Regions from separate parts of the Drosophila melanogaster genome. Here region 1 is linked to region 2. A link is a contact called in public Hi-C data. All regions are on one chromosome and are shown on one strand. The core of a region is the stretch at or near the end of the contact, and the rest is flanking DNA. Distances in the headings are between cores, read along the strand shown. Region 1 holds the start of jumu (jumeau). Region 2 holds the start of knk (knickkopf).

Region 1 (7,183 bases), core at 3,943-6,442, 220 kb before region 2:
ACCACTCCTAGTTGCATCTGAACCATTCCCTGCTTCCGCAGATGGCGCATCCTGGCCCAAACAAAATCGAATTAGCTGGCGGCAGGTGTTTGGCCGATAAGCGGACAAGCGAACCGGGCTAAAAGTCAGCAGTCGGTAATTCTTGCTTTTCGAATGCAGCCACCATGCAGCATTCAACACAGTCGATAAAAGGGAAACTCGGAGGAGGAGTAGTCACAAGTCAGGGAGCCTGAAGAAAGAAAACAGAAGACCGGGACAGCTGGCAATCTTCAGCAGCTGTTGGTGTTCTGGAGTTTCTCAGTTTTTGATTTTCAATCGATTTGTATTGAGTGGCAATAAGAGTATATGGTACAAAGTGTCCGTGATTTGGTTTAATCGATATTTGAACAGGGGGTATTATGGGTTGCCGGAAAATGAGAAAAAGCTGACTGCAAATCTAGGTTGGCTGACCCAATCCATTATAATGATATATAGCAAAATGCATCTGCCAATTCTCAGATTTTCCCATTATATCGTACGTTTATTGAACCCAAGAAGATAATCCCCAAATAAATCAGTTGCCCCTTTGCATGTGAATGTATTATTAACGATATAACGAACCAAATTTATATGATTCAAACCTTAATTCTCCAAATCGCCAACTGTTGTCCCTAATCTACCCTAATTGAAATGTGATTCACCGATTTCGTATAGATTTCATGCTGAATTATGTATTTTTGTTTGGCGAATTCCGCAGCCCTTTAACCCCTTTCCACCAGTTATTAGCCCGCATACTCAGCTCCAAACCCTTCCGCCTCACCCCCGCAGTCATTAATTGAGCATTACAACCGGAATAGAACGCAGATGATATGATATGGCTCCATTGTGGGAGTGATAGAATGACTGAAGAGGGTTTTGCTCAACATAGGTACTTCCCCTTCTCAGCTGGATGATTTTCTTCGATCTCCCCTCGCTAAATTCCCGCTCAAGTTGAGTGTGTGTGCGTTTCCCTGTCTGTGTGATAACCTTTTGGCCTGCCCTCTGTTGAGTTGCCAGTTTCCAGTCGAAATTGGAGGAAAAAGGGGCAGGGGAAGCGGACTCAGGCAGCTGCAACTCGAGGGTTGATAAGTCTCTAGTTTTGTTATGTTGCTTGCGGTACAGTAAGCGATCGATTGAGTGAATTACACCATTCAGAACTGAGGAGTTCTCATTACATTTATGTAAATTTTATGGTTTTTTAATATAATTTGATATCTTTGATATCTTGAACCATTCATTTAAATATGAAAATATGTTTCTGTATTTGCCATAACACTAGGTGCACAAAAATATATCAATCTATGGGAATATACGATTTGTGCATTTTAGAAGCTATTTGCATTATCGGTAGACCACTGTAGCTTCCTATTCTTCTTCCTGCAGTAAGCTGCAATTCCAGAACCAGAATCGTAAACAGTTTAGAATTGCATCCGCGCCAACGGAAAGCTAACTTCCTGGCTCTAATTAGTTTACAGCCAAGGAATTGCCACTTTCCGCACCTTTTTCAAATGGGGGAAAACGAGGACAGTGTGCGGGTGAAGGGTTAATAAATCCCTCAGCACGAGAGACGTAATAAATCAACCGGCTTTCGAATGCGGCGTTCAGAAACACGAGGAAAAGGCCTAGGTAGTCAGTTTGAAAAGCCTGCCCACCTTCCTTTGCCCCCACACCTCAACTTTATTTTGTATTTTTTTTCTTTTCCCCATTTTTCTGCCCCCCCAAAAAATTCTCGAAAAAATGTGCCGAAATAAAAATGCATCAAACAGGCGAGCAAAGTTCACAGCAAGCTGCTTTTGGTTATCGGGGGGATTAAAGGAAAATGCAAAAGTTGTCAGTAAAACTTCGACGAGGCTTACAGACACCGCCACCACTCCCGTATTTCAGCACCCCCTCCCATACAACCCACCGTAGGCCATAAAAAGTTTTTGCTGCTCTGTTGCAGCTGCCTACAGTTGGCCTTTTCAAGTTGTGCAACGAACCAAGGAGCTGCCGACGAGGGTATTTTCGTCCTTTCTCGGCAGGATTCGTCACTGGCGATGGTTGTAAGTGTTCTCCTGCATTTCCTGCATCTGCTTCGTTTCTTTTGTTGCACATATTTTCCATCTTTCTCCGCCTTTCACCTCCGAAGGAAATCACTCTGCTGACACACAGAGAAAACACAAGAAGAGATGGTAAATAATGATGGGAGGAGGATGGTAAGGAATGGAATGCAATGGAATCCCTCACTCAGGTAAAACCAACGATTTCCGTGGACCTTTCTGGACGAATCTTCCCTGAGGTCATGAGCGCCCATTTGTAAATTACTTTATGGTGCAATAAAAGTCGCTTGCCTGAATTGCCGACCGATTCCCAACGCAAAGTAACATCCTTAAACACACAGGATGATCCAGGGTCGTAAATCGTTTTCAAATCTCTCGGTTTAGCGGGAAGTAAATCGGCAGATTCTCCGGGTTATTTCATTCATTAACTGCATGTGTTTCAAGAAATCAGATTTGCCAAATGTTTATTTTTAGCCTGGAAGTCCATTTGCTGAGACTGTGAGGGTTTTTTGGGGCAATTAGTTGGTTTGGTGAGGCATCTTACGATTTTTACGAATTACACAAGCTCCATAACTTCTTTGTTCATTAACTTAATTGCCATACAAACAAACAGTTGGCTTCATGGAGATTTACATTTTCTTATAGAAAGAAGAAAGGGAGAGAAGCCAATGCATTTCTTCAAAATGCAAATGACATGTGGACACATAATAAGTTGTATTTAAATTAGTCTATATCTTACTTTGCATAGTTTCAAGTATCTTTTTGGTATTACACGATTTAGGCGCTCTGAAGTTTTATATGGGTAATAGCAACTGCCCCCAGACTAGTGTTTGTACCAATATGTGTATGGGTGTGTGTGCGCTGGGGCCGTGAGAAAATCTATGCGGCATACAGCTGGGCGCTCATATTCGGCAGCAGAGCGAAATGCAGACAAGTGGCAGTCCTCCCACAATCCTTGTGCGCCCATCTCTTTCCCACCTACTGCGCATTTTGGGGTAGGTGTGCCGCCACCCACTGAAATCGCCCCATTTGAAAGGCCCCAGTGGAAAGCGCGTTGAACTTTGAAGTTGTTCTTTGTTGGCTTTTTGCTTTGATTTTTGTTTCACTAATTTCTTTCTTTGCTGCCATGTTGCTGCAACAAAGGTTGCCGAAACCTCGGAGACGAAAGAGAACAGTGCGAAAGAGATGGAGAAGGTGGGAGAAAAGCTTTTGATGTGGGAATTATTGTCGACTGTTGCTTTTTGGTTTTCTTTTGTTCTCGCACTTACACAAGCGTACAAGATGAAACGATTTATTTTGTTTGCTTTTCTTTGTTCCCCTTCGCACACGCACACGCTTACTGGGAATTCGCAACACTTGTAGATTGTGCGTGCGTGCGTGTGTGGAGTTTTGCATGTTGCAAGTAACAGGCGCACGTGTTTTCCCAAGTCCGTTCGTTTGATTTTCTATTGAAAATGTGCAAACTTTGCTGGAGGTCAGTTCCTCTGACGGACTGACAATTTAGGCGGTCAGTTTAGCCCAAACTTCAAAGCCATACCCCCACTTTCTGGCCCAAAATCATTAGCCACTTGGTTGGACTGTGACTAAAACAGATGAAAACCGAGAGATTCGAGGTGAACGCTTGGCCTTCAAAAAGTTTAAAACGCAAAAGCCGAAGAAGAGGCCACCAGACGAAAAACTCAGCGAACCGGCGGAGAAACACACTAAAGTACTCAGCGCATATTGGCGGCCAAGGAAATAGGACTGCAAATTTATTAACCTGTGCTAAACTGTAGAATGTGATAACGTAACTCTACAGTGAATACTCGACCAGAGAAACTCTCTAACATTATACAAGTAAATTTATGCCGAAGAAATAATCCTTTTAGTTAAAAAAAAATCTTTGGTACCTTCTCCTCTCATACTGTGTTATATTATAGAGTTACTCTTTGAAAATGAAGATAAGAAATTCTTAAACCTTATAAATTGCAAGAAATAATATATTATAAGGTGTGCTATTGTTTCATCCGCCGCTGTGTGTGACAGAAAATAAATAAGCCAAATAATTGCGAATGGCTACAACAAAAGAAAGACTTGTGCTGTGTGCGCCAAAGTAAAATACTCCAAGTGTCTTAATAATACAAGTAGAATAATACAGGCAATCCCCTCCCGTGAAAAGTGAATTGATGTCCACAATTAAGTGCAAATAACAGTCGCTTAACAGAGGTGAATTCTGCGGCTAGCCGAGTTAGTAACCCCCAAAATAAACAGCAGACTTCCTCAAACGCAATGGTACTATACTTCCATTATTTTTTATCGGCGCTCCGCTGTTCCGGTTGTAATTAATCATCAATTTTTTGGGCGAAAAAGAAATTTTTCAAAGTTTAACGATCAAATGTAAACACAGACACACACACACACAAACGTTAAACGCGGCGAGGGCGAATTGGCGAGTCAACAACACAGCTTTGGAGCGAGCGAGGCGGGGAATATTTGGCCGCAGGGGCGAGCGAGATGGCGAGTGGAACCAAAGTTTCGCCGCCAAACTGTTCTTGGTGGTGGGTTTTGCTCTTCATGTCGGTATGGGAACAGTTGGGGTGTGGGGAACGTGGAGACCGAACGTTAAATTCAAAAATTGCGCCTGTCTGTGTCTCGGCACATGCGAGTGTATGGGTGCGTGTGGCCGGCCGGCGAAATGTTCGCGAAAAGTTATTATTCTCGCTTAGCTCGCCTTTTTTGTTTCAACTCACCGCATATTTGCTGAAGAATCCCTCATGTATGCCGCTCGAATAATCCTCTAGTTCGAACATGTTGAATCTTTTATGTTTTTAGCATGCACTTTGTTTTGATCGATGTTTCCGCCTGGCGAAGATTTCACCGGAATATCGTCCGCCTCTCTGCTTCTTACTGCCAATTCCAATTAACGGTTCTATTTCGAAACAGCGCACAAAAAATATATTCAGTCTCAACACCGTTGTTCCTTGGCAATCCAAGCCGTGATCTCTGCACTTTTCAAATTCTACTTCCAGCAAAAGGACATGGCGCTCGCGCTCAATATATCGCAGTTATCAGGAGCGCACAACACCGGTCTCGTATTCGAAGTCGCGGAGCAATGATAAAATAAACCCGCCCGGTCAGAATTCGAACGAAAAATGAGAGCGCCCGAGACTGGAGTGACCGTACCTCCGTTTTTGGAAAACGTTGACAATACACGGCACCGCAACCAGTGGCAGGTTGGGAGCTCGGGTAACCATTTAGCCGGGAAACGAACCCTGCGTGTAACGGCTTTTTAAAAGGTAACCTCACTGTTCGGCATTCTTTGTTATTAGGTATTCTTAATTATTTATATTTATATTTTTGCTTATAAAAGCAACTAAAATCAATTTTGAACTTTAAAAACAAAAACAATTAACGCAACGTGATACAAATTATTCGGCTTGATGTTCGATGTGATCTTTTCCAGCTTTTTGAATGTCATTACACTTTTTGGACTTGTGCTCCCTTGTCGACTTCTTTAGGCTTGGTTTCATATTTGGATTTGCCTAAAATTGGAATTTTATAAATACTAATATTATTAGTATCTGTATCTTCATTTTACATTATCGTTTGTCGCTGCTTCTGGAGTTTTGGAAGCCAGTAGTTTTTTATCCTTCTTTAATGTGCTTGTTTTCTAAATATATTATATATTTTATAATATTTTAATATATGCATATCTTTTGATATTTCTTACTTCATTTTCATTCGAATTTTGTGCCTGCAGTTGCTTCCCATCCTTCCTTTTTGTTCCTGTTTTCTAAATATTTTATATTTTGTAATGTTTGAACAAATATTTTTATATCTTTGGATATTTCTTACTTCATTTTCGATAGATTCTTGTGCGTCTAGAAGATTTGCAGCCACCTTGACACACTGACGTGCAGCCGGAAGTTTCTTCACATTTTTCTTGGGCACAGGAGGTCCTTCTTCATTCATTTCATTAGATGCTTGTTCCTCCAAAAGATTTGCAGCCGCGTCGGCGCACGGAAGTGCAGCCTGCAGTTTCTTAACATTCTTCTTGGGTGCAGGAGTTTCTTTGGACCTCGCTGCTTCTGTATTTTGGACTGTGGAACTCAATTTGGAATCCAGTTGCTTTCCATCCTTCCTTTGGGTTCCTGTGTTCTAAATATTTTATATTTTGTAATGTTTGAACAAATATTTATATATCTTTGGATATTTCTTACTTCATTTTCGTTAGGTTCTTGTGCGTCTAGAAGATTTGCAGCCACCTTGACACACTGACGTGCAGTCGGCAATTTCTTAACATTCTTCTTGGGCACAGGAGGTCCTTTGGTCCTCGAAGATTCTGCTAGGATGTTCTGGTCAGATAAGGTCAGCACTTGGTTCTGCTTCTTCGTAGCTGCACTGCGAGTAACCACCATTTTCGGTTCAAAGCTAACGTAGAAAATTCAAAAAATCAAGATAATGGAAATTTGGTGTAGATTCAAGCGAAGTGCAATAAGATGTGGGAATTTCAGTAAAAAGGTAAATAGGTTATTTGGTTAGTGGCGCGACACTAGACAACCAGGCTACTTCCAAACACGAAGTCACAAATTTAAAAATATCTGAAATATTTTTCCCAAAGATATATAACCACTTAATAAACTTATAATAACCACTTAAGTTCAGTCGCAGGAAATAAAGCCCTTAGCTTGCAGTTCATTTATTAAAAATTATAATATTATATATTATAATTATAAAAATTATATATATATATATAGTGACGTATTTGGGTGGTCCAAACCAGCCACTTCCATTATTTCAAAGAAATCAGTAATGCACTCTAGTAATTTTCCATAACGTATCCCAGCTGCGCAGCATTCGTTTATCTTTGGCAGCGCAGCCGTTCTTGTAAACATCCTAAAGCCTGACCTAAGCAGATTTGACTGCCCTCTTTCAACGCTACCTAATCTTAAGAACCCAAGAGCGAGGCTCTCCCGAAATACAAATATTGTTCAAATACTGAGGCTTCTCCTCAATCCAATTTGCATTTGATTTTTAGTCTTAAGCTGAGATCCAAAGAATAAAGTCGTGAAACTATTTCTCCTAAAACTATTTTTTATTTCTTGGCGTTGTCCTTAGTCAACTGACGGGACATTAGTTCGACTCAT
Region 2 (6,570 bases), core at 3,994-6,493:
TTTTCGGACGTTACACAATTAAATTGCTCATCATCGATTCAACACTTTTGTTTTCATTTGTGCATTTACGACGAGTTCAATGACTCAACATCTCTAAATGGTAGTTTGTTAGGTTTGCGGGGGCGTTTGCGAAGCTGCCACATATAATAGCAACTATAAATAGTCGCAGTGCCGCGAGACGTGAGTTATGACTGACTAATTGGACGACTGAGTGCCTTTGATCCTATTACGGTGCTGATACCCTGCACACTCGGAATAAAAACAGTCGGCATAAATATGTACAATTGCTGCGCCTCGTCAATCGCATTGTGACGTCGTCAATGGCAGCAGGAAAATGCCAACAGACTGCCAATAGCCAGCGGATAATGAGGTCACAGCACATGGGACTGGGCTGGGCAAGGGCTGTGCCAAAGAAATCAAACAAACAAAGCCCAATGAATATTTGGGAATGATGAAAAAATTGCCAAAATTCGCACACAGCCCCCAGACATGGGGGCCTAAAAAACAAAAAGCAAATGGCAGATACAAAACGAAATGGAGTACAGTGGGCATGACAAACATTTTATGTATTATCTTCATGAAATTTATAATGATGCCGGAGGCATTTTATTTATAGATTATTGCTTTTAATACCAGTTTACTTCGATATTGATTAAAAAATTAAAAATGTTCATAAATTAAAAAATAAACACCATCATGCATCCCACTGTCAGTGAAAAGGAAAACTCATTTTCCAAATGAAATGCTCCCATTATGGAATATCAGTGTATAAAGTGGGGTTTTCGAATAAGGAGGACAGCAGCAACGTCATCGTTTACACAACGTACCGCAATCGCTAAAAGTGGCTGTGCGGAGAGAGAGAATGGCAAAAAAAAAAAAAAAGAGCGATGGAAAAGGGGCGTGGTTGTGGGCTGAAAGCAGCTAGACAAGAAAACGGAAAGAGGAATATTTGGCCAAGAGATTAAAGGACTTTAAAGGCAGGCAGACCGGCGCGGAAGGCCGAGTATGGCGTCATTAGCAAATATTTGGGCAGGCCGAGGATACCGTCGTCATAGTTGGTTGTCCTTCCGCTTACCATCTATGTATGTTCCTTTGAACATGTATGGGCTCGGAAGCAAATCAAACGTTACACTTGGTTTCATGAGCCGCTAGCCTTTTCAGTTAGTTGTCCAATCGAATTGCCATTCAGTGGATCGAACTCCAGCTGGCCGAAAGTGTCAAATTGAATACTCATCATTTGGTCGTGCTCTGTCTTTTCAGGTAATGGAGAGGCGTCTTGGTGCTTCTCACAGATTAAAGGCGCCCTAGACGATGATGTCACGGATGCAGACATCATATCCTGCGTGGAATTCAATCACGATGGCGAGCTGCTGGCCACTGGTGACAAGGGCGGTCGCGTCGTCATCTTTCAGGTGAGTGAAATATATTTTATGCAAACGTAACATTATTTAATATATCATGAAACTATTGCAGCGTGATCCTGCCTCAAAAGCCGCCAATCCGAGACGCGGCGAATACAATGTCTATTCGACATTCCAATCGCACGAGCCCGAATTCGACTACCTCAAGTCCCTGGAGATTGAGGAGAAGATAAACAAGATCCGGTGGCTGCAACAAAAGAATCCCGTGCACTTTCTGCTCTCGACCAACGACAAGACAGTCAAATTGTGGAAGGTCAGTGAGCGTGACAAGTCGTTCGGCGGCTACAACACGAAGGAGGAGAACGGACTGATCCGGGATCCACAGAATGTAACGGCCCTCCGAGTGCCATCCGTGAAGCAGATACCACTGCTGGTGGAGGCCTCCCCACGGCGCACCTTCGCCAATGCACACACCTATCACATCAATTCAATAAGCGTTAATTCGGATCAGGAGACCTTCTTGTCGGCCGACGACCTGCGGATCAATCTGTGGCACTTGGAGGTGGTCAACCAGAGCTACAACATTGTCGACATCAAGCCAACCAACATGGAGGAGCTAACAGAGGTGATCACCGCGGCCGAATTCCATCCGACCGAGTGCAATGTGTTTGTCTACTCGAGCTCTAAGGGCACAATACGATTATGTGATATGCGTTCGGCGGCGCTATGCGACCGGCACAGCAAACAGTTCGAGGAGCCCGAGAATCCAACGAATCGCAGCTTTTTCAGCGAAATAATCAGCTCCATCAGCGATGTGAAGCTAAGCAACTCGGGTCGCTACATGATCTCCAGGGATTACTTGAGCATCAAAGTGTGGGATCTGCATATGGAAACAAAGCCCATTGAGACCTATCCGGTTAGTTATTACTTAAAATAATGTGTTTCTCAAAGGTAGAGGTATCTGCAGAATTTTTGAAGCACATCTGATTTTTTCTGAGAGCCATACTAATTTCATTGTTATTTTTTACAGGTTCATGAATACCTGCGCGCCAAGCTGTGCTCGCTGTACGAGAATGACTGCATCTTCGACAAGTTCGAGTGCTGTTGGAACGGCAAGGACAGCTCAATAATGACCGGAAGCTACAACAACTTCTTCCGCGTCTTCGATCGCAACTCGAAAAAGGATGTGACGCTAGAGGCGTCCAGGGACATCATCAAACCGAAAACGGTGCTTAAGCCACGGAAAGTTTGCACTGGCGGCAAACGAAAGAAGGATGAGATCAGCGTGGACTGTCTAGATTTCAACAAGAAGATCCTGCACACCGCCTGGCACCCCGAAGAAAATATCATCGCCGTGGCTGCGACCAATAACCTCTTCATATTTCAGGATAAATTTTAGCCAACACTCCTCACAAGAACCACACCATACGCCACAATCACACAAGCAACTATATCTACAGAAACACCAAGAAGTACGATCACGCCTCATTCTTATGTTAAATTAATCGGTTTGCTTCAAAATAGTTTTCAAATTTCACTTGCAATCAAATTGTTTGCCTAACACCATTACCTCAGGCCACCCTTATCCCTATCCCCATCCATGTTCTCCTTCCCGCCCCCAAACAAATTACATCATACATAATGCCATAGCAAAAGCTTTGTAATGTATTTCTGCGCTGTATGCGTATAACGAGAAACAATACCAGAAACTTAAGAGATGGAAACAAATTTTTATACATTACATTTATAAATAGTGAAGCGTATATTTGATTTCATGTAGCGCAATTCAAAAACCCACAATAAGAGTAATATATTATGTTAGCTATTGATTTCGCCGAAATTTTTTGTATAATTAGCGCCAGCGCCGAAGTATTTGTAATAAAAGATAATAATATACAACATAAAAAAAAAAATCATAAAATGCATGTTGTAACATTTTTTCTGTTCGCTTGTTAAGTTTACGATGAAAAGTCAAGAAACATATGCGCCCTGTTTGCTCTACTTTATAAATATAGACTAAACACGAATTTCCGATTGTTTATTCGTTTGACAACGTTCATTCCATGCAAAAAGAGACGATAGGCCGCGGAGCTTGTCGATCGACTATGTGTCTCATTTTTAATCTCATCAGCAACGTCAGCAATCGAACAGCCGGAAGTTGTCTCAGTCAAACCAATTTAAAATGCTCATTTAAACACTTAATAAATTCACTAAGAACCCAATGCTAGCTAGACCAGAAAGCAGAAGTCAAAGAGATGAGGCAAACGCGGAAGAAGTATAAAATAGATGCATTAATAACGTATGCATCGCAGTTAATTGATACCTACATATACATATAAAAAAAACGCAGCCTAAGTTTAAAATACAAATTAGTGTTCTCAATTCGTTTTATTGAAAGTCTATCTGAAATGAGAGAAACAAGAAAAAAAAACAATAATAAGAAAATACTATTTTTATACGCTACATTTAAGCTAAGTATTGCTACTTTTAGTTCAACTATGCGTGCGTGCGTCCAAGACCAATTCTCACATATAGTCTATTTGCCCCTTGGCCCCGCCCCCTTTTTCATCGGTCAACAACTTTTCCAGCGTGTTTACTGTTTTGTAAAGTTTCTTGTATTCATTGTCATGTTTTCCATAAAGAACTATAAACAAAACAACCATTTTTATAGGTTATCTAGTGTCTAGTGTTAACAAATAAAAAACAAAACAAACAAATTATAAAAACGCAAACCATAAATGATAAATGAGAGTAAATTATAAACCATGCGCTGAAAATGTTAAACAACAAAATTCTGAAAAATGTACGGCAAAAAATGTTCAAAACACTGAAATGTAAACGCATAAAATGATGAAATAAAAACTAAAACAACATAAATTGTGCTTCTTATGAGAATAATGATATATTATTAATATTGTATTTTCAATAAAATAGTAATACGAGTACGAAGAGTGCAGCGGGATAGAAGATAGCAGAGCCTAAATTGTTTAGAAAATAAGAAAATCCGTGAAAATTGGTCTAGATCCTCAGTGAATCGTATACAAATTGTCCACAACTTCGATACAAATATTTTGGTTGCAAATTTCATGTTTTAGATCGACGACCCACTTATTCAATTTTATTTGCAACGCACATCCTTATTCATATATCTTTGACATGCCTTTTTGTAAATAAAATCGCAAACACAAAAAAGAGAAAACTTAAAACGAAAACATTATTCATTAAATGAAATAAAATCCAAAGCAGTCGAGTAGAGAAACTGTTGCAATTGCTGTTTGAATAGAAACGCAAACAGACGACAAATTGCAATTGATTAGTTTTAAAAACATTGAATTGCTATTCAAAATAAAGATCTAATAAAGGCAAACTTAAGGATAAAGTTTAGTTTTGCAAGCAAGAAAATTGTGAAAAATAATGAAAGTGTGTTTTATTTCGCCCCAGGCAGTTTCAGATGGCTACATTTACCCTGATAAGAACTCGGATCAAGAAAAGTTATATAAAAATATAATACTATTCATGGGGTCAGCAACATTAATATCGCAATATATATTATATGCGGCTTAATTTGTTCTACTTGATAGCGCCACAATGAATAGATAATCATAGATCTTTTCCGAAGAATTCTTTAAAAATCATTTACAGTGCACACGTAGGTAGTATAATGTATTTGTGGTATTATTTTGGAATCTCTCAAGCACACCTCGCGTATTCCGTGTGCAGCAAGTTACCGTTACGGCCACTCTTGGCCATTTCAATGCCAATCACGCATGCACACAGCTCAAGAGAGAAAGATTCGGAGAGCAGTGCTCACTTAACATTGCCAAGACCAAGACGTCGGAACTCCGAAAGAAACCCAAAACGAAATAACGGCGGCTTAAAGTCTCAGTTCACTCAGATCGCTTGGACAGTGCGGTTCGTTTTTGATTTCGGCCTTAAGCGCGAGCTTTGGAAAAAGTAAAAATATATATATAAAAACGCCGGAACTGCTGCCTAAACCTGTTTTGGCCAAGTGAACAAAACAACAACAATAGCAGCGAAAACGCATGCAAGTGACGAAACGACCTTAAGCAAAAGCAAGAAAAATTATAAATAATTTACTTGGCTCTCAATTAATATTAAACAGACGTATCTATGTATTGTTTGGAAATCTGACCATCTTCAGTGACGAAGCGAACCCGCGAAAAAACCCAAAATGCAAAATGCTGCAGCGTGAATAAGAATTCATAAGCATAAAATCGATTCAAAAATTAAAAAAAAAAATTAAAACGTGGCTTAGGAAGTGGGAGTGAAATAAACCAGACCGGGATAACAAAGGAGGGAATTAAGATGGCATTGAGCAGCAGAGTTCTTTGTCTGCGATTGCAGCACCATTTATTACTGGTTATTTTAACGATTTTCCTGCTTTGCCCCGCCGCCTGTGAGTTAACTAGACTACATTGCACACTTAACAATAACAAAGAAAACCGAGGCAAACTGCAAAGGAAAGAGAAATTTTTACTGGCGTTACGCTCCAGACGGGGCAAAAAACAAATTCACTTTCGTGTAAAACTAGAGAAACTGGTCTAGTCTTGGATTGGTCGCTCAGAGCTCCCGCCAGGGGGCGCCACCTGGCCCAGTGGCAGTAAATCAGAAGCCAAATTGTTGGCTTATTAGTCAGAGCGAAAATCCAAAAAAAAAAAAACAAGTTTGTTGTCATAGTCTTTCGTTTGCGATTTGTTTTCAATGTTTTTTTTTTTGCCGGCTTCAAATTTTCTTAGCTTAACTTTAACTTATCTAAATAGCGGCCCAGAACGAAGAAGAAGATGGTCCGTACCGGGGAAAATATCTGGGGAAACTGAACTCCTACCATCATCAAGTGTCCGGCGATGTGTACGCTGTGAATGAGTACACCTTTCTGATTGTGGGCTTTAACTACGATGGCAACGGGGCGGATACGTTTTTCTGGTCGGGCGCTAGTAATCGGCCGGGACCGCAGGGATTCATTGTGCCCGATGAGTATGGCAAGTAAGTGTCAAAATATATATTATTCCTATGGAGAATAAATTGAAATGAATATATGATGGAAATGCCAACCGTAGAACCAACATTCTGGATCGCTATCACAACAAGGATTTCACGCTGACGCTGCCGGATCGAAAGAAGATAACTGAGATTAAATGGCTGGCGGTTTACGATCTGAGCAGTCAAAACAACTTTGGCGACGTTTATA

The links. Hi-C and Micro-C count contacts between places; a contact is called where the count stands out from the background.
Region 1: a contact with region 2 is called in a Hi-C map of the Kc167 cell line, with 2.8 times the contacts expected there. The contact joins the promoter of jumu here to the promoter of knk in region 2. A contact is called at or near these places in 2 of 107 Hi-C or Micro-C datasets (the Clone 8 cell line and the Kc167 cell line) and 1 of 6 datasets of contacts at active chromatin or transcription factors (the Kc167 cell line).

Annotation. Positions count from the first base shown.
Region 1 is chr3R:10,348,191-10,355,373 of dm6, reverse strand. jumu (jumeau) reads right to left here and starts at 5,192. Exons shown (of 3, transcript NM_079578.3): 1 at 4,787-5,192. The coding sequence starts at 4,846. It overlaps CG31406, which reads right to left and starts at 6,613. Exons shown (of 5, transcript NM_169341.3): 1 at 6,257-6,613; 2 at 5,892-6,194; 3 at 5,767-5,829; 4 at 5,635-5,706; 5 at 5,364-5,578. The coding sequence starts at 6,454. The coding sequence ends at 5,465.
Region 2 is chr3R:10,124,337-10,130,906 of dm6, reverse strand. It overlaps knk (knickkopf), which reads left to right and starts at 5,243. Exons shown (of 6, transcript NM_141724.4): 1 at 5,243-5,778; 2 at 6,143-6,365; 3 at 6,440-6,570. The coding sequence starts at 5,688. tws (twins) reads left to right here. Exons shown (of 5, transcript NM_057532.4): 3 at 1,261-1,412; 4 at 1,474-2,277; 5 at 2,392-3,263. The coding sequence ends at 2,760. It also overlaps asRNA:CR46038.